3 separate regions of the Sus scrofa genome follow, and all the other regions are linked to region 1. The links are chromatin contacts, called in public HiChIP or PLAC-seq and promoter capture Hi-C maps. All regions are on one chromosome and are shown on one strand. The core of a region is the stretch at or near the end of the contact, and the rest is flanking DNA. Distances in the headings are between cores, read along the strand shown. Region 1 overlaps NFIA (nuclear factor 1 A-type). Region 2 holds the start of NFIA (nuclear factor 1 A-type). Region 3 overlaps NFIA (nuclear factor 1 A-type).

Region 1 (3,964 bases), core at 446-2,945:
TGAAATATAACAGAAGGAATTAGACTGTTCAGGCCATGTCGTGTTAGCACAATGGGGGAACACTTTTAAGACTTTAAAGTCATGTAATACAATTCTAGGCTGGATTTTTCTTGTTAGAAAAAGTAGAATGGGAGTGATTGGAAGAGAAAAGGGCCAATATTTGACAACAGAAATCAGCATAACCTTTTAACTGCAGCAGCCATGGGTGACTGCCCTTTGACCTTGAAAGATTATGTGGGATTTCAATGACAACAGCTGGAAGTGAGCATGTGTGAATGGAGAACACAGATCTGAGGCCTGGTACAAAAGGCTGCACAATCTCTGCCCAGATCAGAGTGCTGATTAGAAATTGTTTCCTGGTCCTGGCTTAATAGAGTGTGATAATGAAAGGCTGGTTTTTTTTTTGTTTTGTTTTGTTTTGTTTTTTTTAATTCTTCCCGCAAAAACCATTGGTAGATTTCTTCCAAACCCGCTCTTCCCTTTCAGCCCCCAAATCTTCTGGGCTTTTATATGTAACAGGCCCATCTTTCTTAAGAATATAGTTTAAAACAAAACTTTGTTTCACAAGCTACTTTTCACAGACAAAATTTAAGTTTTTGAGTTCTCCCAAATTTTAAAAGACTCTCTACTGGGGCATGTCACACAGGGTGTCATTATTTTTTGTTTAAGGATCTGTGACACAGAGATACACACAGGAGCACGCGCACACACACACACACACACACATAACCATGAGAGTTCAATAAAAGTGGGAACTACATCTCATCTTTTTAATTCCACCATTTGTAGTGATTAGCACGCAGTGGACCCTCTAGATGTATGACAAAGGAACACAGAAGTGAACTATTTATTCTTATCCCCTTATTATATTCCTGAGACGTAAAGGTTGATTCCTACACAAACATTTAATAATATCGCCTCTTTCTTCAACCATTTTCACATATAAAGTAGCAGATTTTTTTGTTATATCTTTAGGTTTGTTTACACAACAAGAATTTCTGAAAAAAAAGAGATGAGTAATTTCTTTAAAAGATATGGTAACTTAACCTAGTAGAGAGAGAGATTTGACTGCGTGGTGAATATGGTCACTTCAATCCATAAGACCCTTTATGACTGATATTCATTGAGCTGAAATGCACATAAACAGATGCAGATACAATCTCAAATTCCTGTGTGGGATCCCCATACTTGCTGACATGGCTCTGAAACCACCAGAATGATGCCACATGATTACTGAAAGGACATGGGTTATGACTCATTTATGTTGTTTTGGTTTTACCATACACTCTATCTTCCCTTGCACTGCTCTGGATTTTGCTAACTCCTTTAGTTCTGGATTTTGCTAACTCCTCTAGTTTCTGCACCAAATGAGCATCTCTTTAGCTCAAGTAGAAGGTGGCCTTTCCTTTAGCAAATAATATCCTGAGTTGGGCAAAAACCCACCTGGCTGTGCAGTCTGAGACAAGCAGAGGCTGGTGAAATTGACTTCTAAAGCAGACATGGGTCGTCTGCCTACATCCTTCTATAGCAACTCTAGATGTTATTCCAAACAAGCCATGGGACAGATTGTTTTTCAGAACAGACCGAATCCATTTGCCGTTTCAAAATTCTATAAACAGAGTATTAAGGAATTCAATTCCCACAGCAACTACATGGGCGTTGGCTTCAGTTTTATGGGAGTTTCTGCCAAACTCACATATTTGTAGAACTATTGGTTTAGAATGTCCTTTGCAACTCAGAGCAGGAGGGATCATTGCTGTGATCTCAGTTCACTTTAAGGACTGGGGCTGACTGGTGACAGGTATACATGATAAATGTTCCAGAAGCCTGACCTAATTTCCCTTAAAGTGAGTGTTGCTAAGAACATTCCCTCCAACTGTCAGCTTGCAACCAAGGATTCAAACCTGCCAGGGTCCATTCTTCTTAGCGAGTTATTACCACTGCTTTGAAAGTCCACTCAAAAGGAGCTATTTCTGCCTCACTTATCAAGCTTCTCCAGACTTATTTGTGCATTTAAATAAGTTATATATCTAACTTAAAATAAGTAATTACAAAACATACTCAGTTTCATAGTTTTTAGCTGTTTGTGATCAGAAAAGCAAAACATTCTAGGCTGAATACCAACCAAGGTGAACCTGAAATGTATTTGTCTTTTCTTTTGTAAAGGGATCAATACAGTAACATGTTCATTCATCTTGTCCTTCAAAAATTACATTTGCAAGGTATTATTGACATATCACAAGGTAGGAGGGACAGTATTATAGAAATGAGAATCCCAAATGTCCTAAGCCCCAGTTTACTCAGCTGTGAAATGGCACTCATGGCTATACCTACCTCATAAATGTGTTGCTAAGAGTAATGAGAATGCACTTAAAATGCCTAGCCAAGAACCTAGAAAACAGAATGTGTTCAAAAGATGATAGCTATTGTCATAAATAATAAATACATTCTTTATATCTGAGATATCAAATCAGCAAAGTTTTCAAAGATAAAACAGGTAGAAATGATTGTTCTTTTCATATGGAAGAGTAAATAATGTCAGTATCCACATAAAAGTTGTATGCATAAATAAAAATGATGATGTCATTTTATTGGAATGAATTTTTGAGTGAAAATGAAATTATGTTCTAAAGCAAGTAACACAAAACTCAATAAAAGCAAATCTCTATTTCTTAGGTTTGTCCAAAGTGAGACAAAACAGTACTTAGTCTCCAAACTGTCTTTAAAAAATTGAGTGCAAATTTTAGGAATTTGATATTCATTAATATAGTTATACATAGTATTTATAAAAATACAATTATTTATAATACCTAAAATACTTTTAAATACAGATCTATTCAATAAATGCACATTTAACCATCTGTGTGTGTCAAGCATTATTCTAGATACGGGGATACACATTTTTGTTTCATATTTTTGGGGTGATACTTATAGATACTCCATCAAGAAATGGACCCTGCGTCATTTTTTTCAGCAGACCAAGTTTTATCCAATTTTTCAATAAACACTATATAGGAATATCTAGAGAAAGGGAAAATTTAAAATGGTGCACTTATTTTTTTTTAAGAATTTGGTTTGCTAAAAATTCTTATTGGTAACTTGGAGTTCTGTCGTGGCTCAGCTGTTAAGGAACCTGACTAGCATCCATGAGGACACAGGTTTGATCCCTGGCCTCGCTTAGTGGGTTAAGGATCTAACGTTGCTGTGAGCTGTGGTGTAGGTTGCAGATGCAGCTCAGATCCAGCATTGCTGTGGCTCTGGTGTAGGCTGGTGGCTACAGCTCCAACTGGACTCCTAGCCTGGGAATCTTCGTATGCCACAGTGCAGCCCTAAAAAATTTCTTACTGGAAACTAAATGTAAGCTGCAGGGTCTAGGAAACAGGTATTTAGAAATCTAAATTTGTTTTTCAGATGAAAACTATTTAAACCTTTAAGAAATATTAAAATACTTTGAATGGTATAAAGATGCCTACAAAATAAGCAATATTAACATCAAATATAGAAATACCTTTTGAAATGAACTACAGTCCAGGGCCTCCACACTTCAGCTTCTTACTTCAATACAGACAGAGAGCCATCAGAAAGCACCATTAAAGGTAGGGTCTTGATTCCTTACAGCTTTAAATCAATGCTAAAAGAATTCACCCTTTTAAGAAGAGTGATGGACACGTTTCTCTTTACTGACTTTGATCAGTGAAGCCCTTTATGATGCAGGCCATTTTCTTGATTTGGGGGAACAGAACCTTTGAATCACTCCCAGAGTGGACCTGGTACTTCTCAGAGCTGGCTTTAGCTAAGTCAGAGCAGTGGGTTCTTCTTAGACTTTATCAGCACTGTGAGAGGGACTCCTTTCAATGTCCAGAACTATCCTGTAGGCTGTAGCGCACTTAGCATTTCTGGCCTCTACCACTGACTGCCAGCAACATCCCCGCCTGTGACAACCAAAAAAGGTCCTCGTAGGTTC
Region 2 (3,964 bases), core at 731-3,230, 240 kb after region 1:
TTATATGCATATATGCTTAAATTGAATCATGGACCTGAACTGAGCATCCAAGCAGATTCTTACATCAAACTTCCAGGCCAGATTTGATTAGAAGGCCTAAAGCCTTGGGAAACAGCTCTAAGGGAATTGGATCCAAAGATGGGAAAGAGCCTATATTATTTTCCATTCACTTCTCAACAGAATTAGTTGTCTACACTGCTCAGAGGGAAGGAAGAAATGGATATATTTTAGTCACAGTCTGCCAGTTACTGTCTCCAAGACAAGCTACTGCAGTTGGTTTCCACTGGATTGGTGTCAAAGACTTGTCCAAGAGGCCAGACTCCAGCTAAGAGTTAGCAAGTCAGCAATCTTCCACACACACCCTCCACAGGGGTTGTTGTGGTAACAAGAAGAAATGTGAACTTGGCCAGTCTCAATATCCAGGTCCCTACTGACCATATGTCTAAGCAGCAAAATTCAAGGAAAATCAAGAAAAACATCCTCTTTCTCCCCCTTTTCCTTTCAAATGTACAAAACAGCTGTCAGTACACCTGTGAAACATTCTCTCTCCCTTAAAACTGTTGTTTAGAGTTCAAGAAGAGAGGCTTGTCTATTCCTTCAAAGTACCTGAAAAGCCAAAGCTTTTAAGATAATCAGAGTAAGAAGTTTTGCAATGCTAAGTATGCAATATATCACTTCCGAAAGCTCACTACGGTCCCATAGTTTTTAAGCCACATACTTTTAAAAGCTGAATCTCACCTTCCACAACCCTTAACAACATTCCTGAACTTACAAATAATAATTCATGCAAAGTTAAACATTTCTGTAGAAGAATTTAAAAAAAATAAAAAACTTTTCCCAAAAGGCAATGGAAGAAGGCATACGATTTACGCAAACAAAACAAAACTACACCAATTAGGTTTTCTTTTCTGAAACTCGAAAACTCTTTCCTATTATGCTTGCTAAATCCGGAAGAGCCTGTAGCTTTGACAGCTTGAACCACACCATCCCCTTCAGAGCCGCAGAGAACTTCAGATCTTGTCTGCCCCGCCCCCTCTGGCTACTGCGAGCCAGTGTACACCCAAGCTTCCTCATGATTGGATAAAGCTCTAGTCAATCTCCCAGGTTGTCCCATTGATTAGAGGATCGAATCGTCAATTACTCTCCGGTCCAGACATTTCTTTTCGGGTTAGGTTGACTGCTGAGGCCAGACGTCTTTTTACAGAACCGAGCACGTACAGGATTCCCCCCCCTCCCCTTTCTGGAACCGAGCAAGCACTTGGAGGAGAAAAAAAAATCTGTCAAGCTCAGCAATTTTTTTCAAATCTCAGGAAGAAAAAAAAAAGGAAACCCAGTCCCTAATGCACATAGCAAAATAAATAAATAAAAGCCATCCACAAAGCTACATCTTTAAAACAAAACCATCACAATAGACATTTACCCAGCAATCACGTCAGTGCATATGCAAGCTAGAGAAAATTTTAAGTCTTAGCCATTAACAAAACCATTCTACCATTATTGTTGTTTATAAAACGCATATCGTATAAACGCAAAATAGAAAGTTTAAGATGTACCACGTACCATTGCAATGTAAAAAGAGTACGTGAGAAACTTTAAAATGTTCAGACGAATTGCTTCATTTGTTGTCCCCCTTTTTTTTTTTTTTTGCATTAAAAAGATATCTTAATAAACTTGGAACCGTTGAAAACCCGGAAGAGATTTTTTTTTAAGCTGTTGGCCAATTGCAGGCTTCTTGGAGATTTTTTTTTTTTTTTTCTCCAAATCAGGAGGCTTCTGCAATTGCAATGCGCGCTCTCTGCCTCTCTCACTGTCTCTCCTCTTTTGAAAGCGATCCAACCCGGGCTGGCTGGTTCTCAGATTCTCTCTGGTTTTGCCTTGTGTGCTTTGGATTCTACGAGACTTTGCCGAAGTTGCAATCGGTTCGCAGTCCCTCTCTCCTCTCACTACCCGCTTGTTTATTTCCGCAATCGCTGCAATTTGCATAGTAACCACGCACGGGGCGCCGGGGCTGCCTGCAGAGGGGGCCCGGAGGGGGCAGGGAAAGGCCTTGCCCCCGCTCCCTCCCCCCGTCTCTCTCCCCGCCAGTCTCCTCCTCCCCCACGGCGTGTGGCCAATAGGAGCCCCGACATTCAGCGCAAGCTCGGGTCGGGACACCGTTTGGAAGAAAAGCCCCTGTGTTACTAGGCCCCGCTCACAGGACCGTGTTTTTGGCGCAGTAGGAGTTCCCCTGCTTGCGGACCTCGCAGCCGGTACTAGGGAGATGTGAGGCTATGATACCTTTGCCTGCGGTTGTGCGGGTTTTGCACGTTTTAATCAAGTCTGCACACCTGCTTTCTCGGTTTCTTTTTCCATAGCCTCTGGTGAGTTATTAGGTTAGTTCATGATGGTTAGTGAGAGATTTAACCTTTATTTGCACTGGTGTAGACCAAGAGTTAAAGATCCTCTTTGGATCATTAAATCAAGAGAGTGCAAAATGTCACCGAGAACTTGCAGTGAAATAAAGCTTCTACTCTAGCTTCAGAAAGGAAAAAGCATTGCCACTACTCTCTGCAGATGGCTGAACATAAAAATGGTTAGGTGGGCTCCCTCAAGAATAAAGCTGTTCCTTTAAAGCAGGAGATGCAGTGAAATTCGAATGTAATTGCAAGCGTTTAATTGGTCAATATCCTTACAAAACCTGGGTTCCACAAAATTTAATGCACTTCTCCACCTCCCATCCCCCCCAAAGGAGACCTGTTTCAACATTTAAAGGAGGTAGGGGGTTAAAACCCAGTTGCTGAAACATCAAATCCTTCATTTCACTGATTCGTCTTATATGATTAATCCAGACTCTTTAAGATCAGGTGATCAGGATATTTCAGTGTCAACCTTTTATGTGTTTGTTTTATGCAACAGACTAGGCATTGGTGCAGTGGTGGTGCAAGGGAAGTATCCCTTTAAATGGAAAGCATCACAACCAGGTATTGCCTTTTTTTTTTTTTTAATGTGTTTGCTTTGCATCAGTTAAGTAGCTTAGGACATTTTGCTGAATAACTGAGTGACTGGAAAATGTGTGCTTAAGCTCACTTGATAAAAATTATCCAGTAAGAAGTCAAGAGGAATAGGAAGCAACTTGGCGGTTGCCTGATTTTCTTAACTGTCCTTGGTGAAGTTACCTAATTAATTGATAACAGAACCTCGAGCAGTTAAATCAGAAGTTAGAGAATCCTCCTATTCTATTTTGAACCACATTTTTGGCTTTAGGCTTGCACTTTACAACCAGGTAACTGATGCAGCATTACTAGGAGGTACTATATTGTGACTGCCCTTGGTGTTAGGCAACATTTGCTGTTCTGGTCTGCCTCCGATAGATTCGGATATTGTCTGGCTCTAGAAACTCTGTGGCATTTTAATCCTGGCCTCCTCCACTGAACATACATTTCCACTTGGCATGGTATGATACTTTTGCCCTAGAAATACACTTGATGAAATGTAGTGGCTTAAGGAAAAAGGAAAAATAAATTTTTTAAGTAACCAAAAAAGTTCTAGGCCTAGTTCAGCTGGAGCTCGGCCGGCTGTGTGATCTTGAGATGGTTGCATAACACCTGTAACATAGGATATCTACCTAATGTGAGAATGGAGGTCTGTTTTGTCAAGAGCTAAGAGCCTTTGAAATGCACAAGAGGTATCAGCTTGTATTGCATTGCTCTGTAAATGCTATAGTCTGAGTAATCCCTAATGCGAAGCAAGCCAGGCCTTGTCAATTGGTGGTAACAGTGAGTTTTGTCTGCAATGTCTATAATTCATTAACTTAATCTAATATGGTAGTTTAGCACCATTTCCAAAGAGACCTTTCACATCTCCATCTAGTCAACAACAACATGGCTTTGGAATCCCATTTAGGTGTTAATGTTGGTCCTACAATGTGACTCCAACAGATGAATTAAACTCTGTTACTTTAGATTCCTCATCTGAAAAACGGGAC
Region 3 (3,964 bases), core at 792-3,291, 140 kb before region 1:
AATGCACTCTGTTCACCAAGAGGGTAGGATGTGTATTTTAGAAACAAAAGGGAATACAAGTCTGTTGGAGATAGCTGTATTTTATTTTAACCCAAATGGAAAAAAAAAAAAAAAAAAAAAAAAGGAGAGGGTCCTGGGTGGGGGTGGGGAGGGTGGAACAGACTGTGACGCAGCAGAATCTGTTTTTCAAGTTAAAAAGTTAAACAAAAGGCCTCAAGGGCAAAGTTGAACACTGCGGAAGGAGGTTGTTAATGTGGAATCCAGAACTGGGTGTGACACTTTGCTTTCTTCTCCGGGCAAGGTGGGTTATTTAAGGACATCCACGCACAGAAAACAGAAACATGCAAACACAGGGAGGCCTCTGCCCCGACTCTCCCACTCCTTCCTACCCAAGTCAGCCCCCAAAGAGGATGCTGCCAACCAGTACTGCAGGAGTTGGGGTCAGTGTTTCGACGTCTCTCTTGAGGAGATGCTATCTCTGCTGGGTCACGCTAATCCAGTTACTCATATTTGGCTTCCTGCTCTTATTTGGATGAGCTCAAGCCCACTGTCGAGCCGTCCTTGGCAAATCAGCGAGAAACCTGCTCGTCCTCCCCACCCTCTTCCAAGACAGTGGAAAGGGACAGGGCCTCTGGGCACACTCCTGGTTTCCCACGTTAGGCGACACCGCTTTGGAGTACTTCATTTTTTCAGCAAAATATTAGCATCCTACCGTATGCTTTGTATGCTAGGCTCTGGGGACAGAACAAGTACAAAAAATATGGCACCTGCACTTAAGGAGCTGTCCTACGGAAAGCAGATGCTGGATTGTAGACTTCTCTGTCTTTCAAGGTACCAACTACCCCTGCTTTTCTCCCAGTAGGATCTTTAAAAATATATGCCAGCTGGTGAGGCTGCGTATCCAGTGTCTGAGGGACCCAGAACCGAGTCTCACTTTTTCCACACCAGTGGTGTGATTTCCAGGAAGCAGGTCTCTGTCCTTGGGCCCCCAGAGGGCTACTGTGAGGGCCGTTCTGAAGTTTCTTTTCTTTTCTTTTTAGGGCCACACCCATGGCATATGGAAGTTTCCAGGGGAGGGGTCGAAACAGAGCTGCAGTTGCTGGCCTACGCCACAGCCACAGCAATGCGGGATCCTTAACCTACTGAGCGAGGCCAGGGATCGAACCCGAGAGTCCTCATGTATACTAATTGGGTTCGTTACCACTCAGCCACGACGGGAACTCCATTCTGCAGTGTCTGACGCCGCTTTCTTCTGACAAAGGTGACACGGCGTCCCCAGGTGTCAGTTATGGTATTGCCAGCCATGGGGATTTGATCTCTGCAGTCACTTTTCTTGCCTGATTTTGTTAATTAAAGAAAGCCTGTTTTCAATAACGCTAAACCAAGACTTGTTTATTGTACAGGAAGCTATTAAAATGTTAATGGGCCATGATTGGCCCCTGCTTACCTTTTCGGCCTTATCTCTTCACTGCTTGTACCCAACACTTGGGCTGTCTTCAACGTCTTCCAGGTGCCCCCAAGTCAAATGCTTTCTCCCTGCTGGGCCTTGGCATAGCTGTGCCCCTCTCCTTGGCTTTGCTAACACTTGTTAGTCCTTGCGTTCTCAGACTAAGTCCCTTCTTCCAAGGGGTTTTTCTCTAGGCCTTTAGTCCTGGGTTTACCTCTGTCACGGTTACTGAACTGTAATTACCTGCTTTTCCCCTCAAGAAAATGGACTATCTTCTTCTATGTGGCAAGAAGGCACCAGGCCAGTGTCTTGCCTGGTGGCTGGATAAATACTGTTGAATAAAGGATGCAAGAAAGAAACGAGGCATCTCCAAGGTTCCCGAAGCCTGAGGTCAGTTACCCAACAAGGCCTGTAGATGGGTGGCTTCTAGCGTGGCTGTGCCACATCCATGCTCTCACCTCATGTCCACGTTTCCCCAAGTGGCAGGTGCTCTCCCCAGGGAGACACAGGGCTCCACAGGCGACCCCGGGCCGTTCTGACTGAAGAGCTCTTGTGACGGGGCCAACGGCAGCCGACTGCGTCCGCAGCATGTGCAATAGTTTTGTGACGTGGACTGCTGCCTACTTACTACGAGCACAGAGGAGTCGTCCAAACCACCACTCCCTGGAGAGTGACCGTGCTGCTCCCGGCCAAGACCTCTCTTTGGTTCAAACCTCAAGACGGGAAAACACTAATCTTTTTACCCAATAAGCCATGCAGCACCTCCAAACCTGGAGAGTACACACACAATCCAATTATTCCGACTCCTGTTCCAAAGTCAGACTCTCTCATGGCATTCCAGCTTGCCCTGGTGTCTGCCTCACCATTCAGTACAGTTCTTTTTTGGATCTCCCTTTACATTTGTATCAAGTAATCTTTTACCTCGTGAAACCAAAGACTTCTGAATTAAAAACTGCACTCTGGCCCACTCACCTTGGCTCTGCAGACTTCCTGGAGGGCTGTGTGCATTGCGTGCGCTAAGAGCTTGGGCTCTGGAGTCAAGAGTTAACAGAATCCCATCACTTAACTAGTACACTGTTATGTGCTAGTTAATTGAGCTTAGGTTAAGTTAGCACCTCTGGGTCTGAGTTTTAGACTCTGTGCAATTGGAGGTAACTTGATCAGCTTTTGTGAGAACTGACTGAGCTAATGCCTGCAGAGGGACAAGGATAGAAAACCCAAAACCGGGGTAAATAGTTCTCCAAACATACAGTGTATACAGGCGTTTTTTAAAGGTCCACAGGAGACCTACGGAGGACCAGTTCCCTTGGAAAGGCATCGCTCACCAAGGAGACTTTCTCTTATTTAATGATATAATTTCTTAGTTAAAAGTAGCAGCTGTGTCAGTTCCATTTCCCCAGTTGCAAGAGAAAGTTCTTGAGAAAATAAAAATCTGTCTTTAATTGCGGTATTAAAATCAGAGCAGCGAAACCAACCGCACAAAAGGAACTGGCTCAAGTTTATGAAAGGCATTTGGGCCCTTGCCTTGCAAGGCTGAACTGCACGCCTTGGAAGTTGGGGGTGAGGCGGGGAGAGGGGAACCAGGGGTTGGGGGGGGGGCGGGGGAGAGAGTAGTCAGGCAACCAAGTGGGACAGCAACAATCCTATTTTGGTTTTTGTTAGCGAATGGCATACTACATAGATCAGAGACTTCTTATAAAATACAAACCCCCACTGTACACAAAGCACAGGAAAATGTGAGGAAAAAAGGGAAAAACGAAAAGCAGCTTAGGGTGTGTTAACGCTGCTATTCTGTCAGCTTAAAGAGTATTTTATGCTTGATCAACAGCTCTTTTTTATTGTGCTTTTCTTTCATTCATTCAAGACATCAAAGCCGGGCACCACCAGTGTACCTGCCCTTCTGGAGCCGCTTGCGAGGGGTTGTAATGAAGCACGGCTCTGGGAGCCGGAGACCCCCGCGGACACGGCAGTTCAAAGGGAATATTTCCACAATGATTACATTTTGTAAATCTTTTTATGAAGGAGACAGCTTATTTCCTGCTTTTTCATGAAAAATAGATTCTGTCCATTAAAGTGAGCCCACACCACCGCGGAAGCTGCTTGAGATCTGAGGTGCAGCGTGGAGATTAAGGGGACAACGACCCGATGAAATCGTCCAGAGTTCCGATCTATCTGCCCACGATGGCACTGCCGGATGCTCTGGGTGGAGCCCAGACAGTGCACTGGGTGGCTTGGCTGTGGCAAACGCCAGGGCGAGGGTGTTCGGTGGTAGGTTTTTTCGCAAGGGCCCTGTGTCTGCTATTTTTTTTTTTTTTTTAATGTTTTCAATTTTGCAAAGTCCAACCAAATAACAGAAGGCATCAGGCAACCCCTTTTACTGCACAGAAGTAAGATGAATGATTTTACTTACGGGTTCATGAAACACTCTATTTTAATGCTCTGAAATGGGATGACCCCTTTTCCACGTGGGAAGTTAGCCATAAAAAAAGCTGGCTCTGGTCTGAAGACACAATACAG

The links. Promoter capture Hi-C pulls out the DNA fragments that hold promoters and counts their contacts. HiChIP or PLAC-seq counts read pairs in DNA pulled down with a chosen protein or histone mark.
Region 2: a promoter capture Hi-C map of liver shows a contact between it and region 1, with 7 times the contacts expected there. The contact joins the promoter of NFIA here to the enhancer-like site in region 1. A contact is called at or near these places in 3 of 5 promoter capture datasets (fetal liver, fetal skeletal muscle and liver), 5 of 47 Hi-C or Micro-C datasets (adipocytes, embryonic fibroblasts, heart right ventricle and 1 more) and 2 of 2 datasets of contacts at active chromatin or transcription factors (alveolar macrophages and skeletal muscle).
Region 3: a contact with region 1 is called in an H3K27ac HiChIP or PLAC-seq map of skeletal muscle. The contact joins two enhancer-like sites. A contact is called at or near these places in 2 of 2 datasets of contacts at active chromatin or transcription factors (alveolar macrophages and skeletal muscle).

The regions. Positions count from the first base shown.
Region 1 is chr6:150,983,191-150,987,154 of Sscrofa11.1, forward strand. The region is part of intron 3 of NFIA (nuclear factor 1 A-type); the gene reads right to left. Among named protein-coding and RNA genes, the nearest start is that of NFIA, 240 kb to the right of the region's middle. Within about 2 kb of position 1,696, at least 29 of the 83 cell types and tissues checked have an H3K27ac peak or open chromatin away from gene starts, as enhancers often do. A contact at or near this core is called in alveolar macrophages, fetal liver, fetal skeletal muscle and 2 more, where this site is marked.
Region 2 is chr6:151,227,793-151,231,756 of Sscrofa11.1, forward strand. It overlaps NFIA (nuclear factor 1 A-type), which reads right to left and starts at 1,981. Exons shown (of 11, transcript XM_021097780.1): 1 at 1,561-1,981. The coding sequence starts at 1,650.
Region 3 is chr6:150,841,475-150,845,438 of Sscrofa11.1, forward strand. All of the region lies in intron 10 of NFIA (nuclear factor 1 A-type), which reads right to left. Among named protein-coding and RNA genes, the nearest start is that of TM2D1, 230 kb to the left of the region's middle. Within about 2 kb of position 2,042, at least 20 of the 83 cell types and tissues checked have an H3K27ac peak or open chromatin away from gene starts, as enhancers often do. A contact at or near this core is called in skeletal muscle, where this site is marked.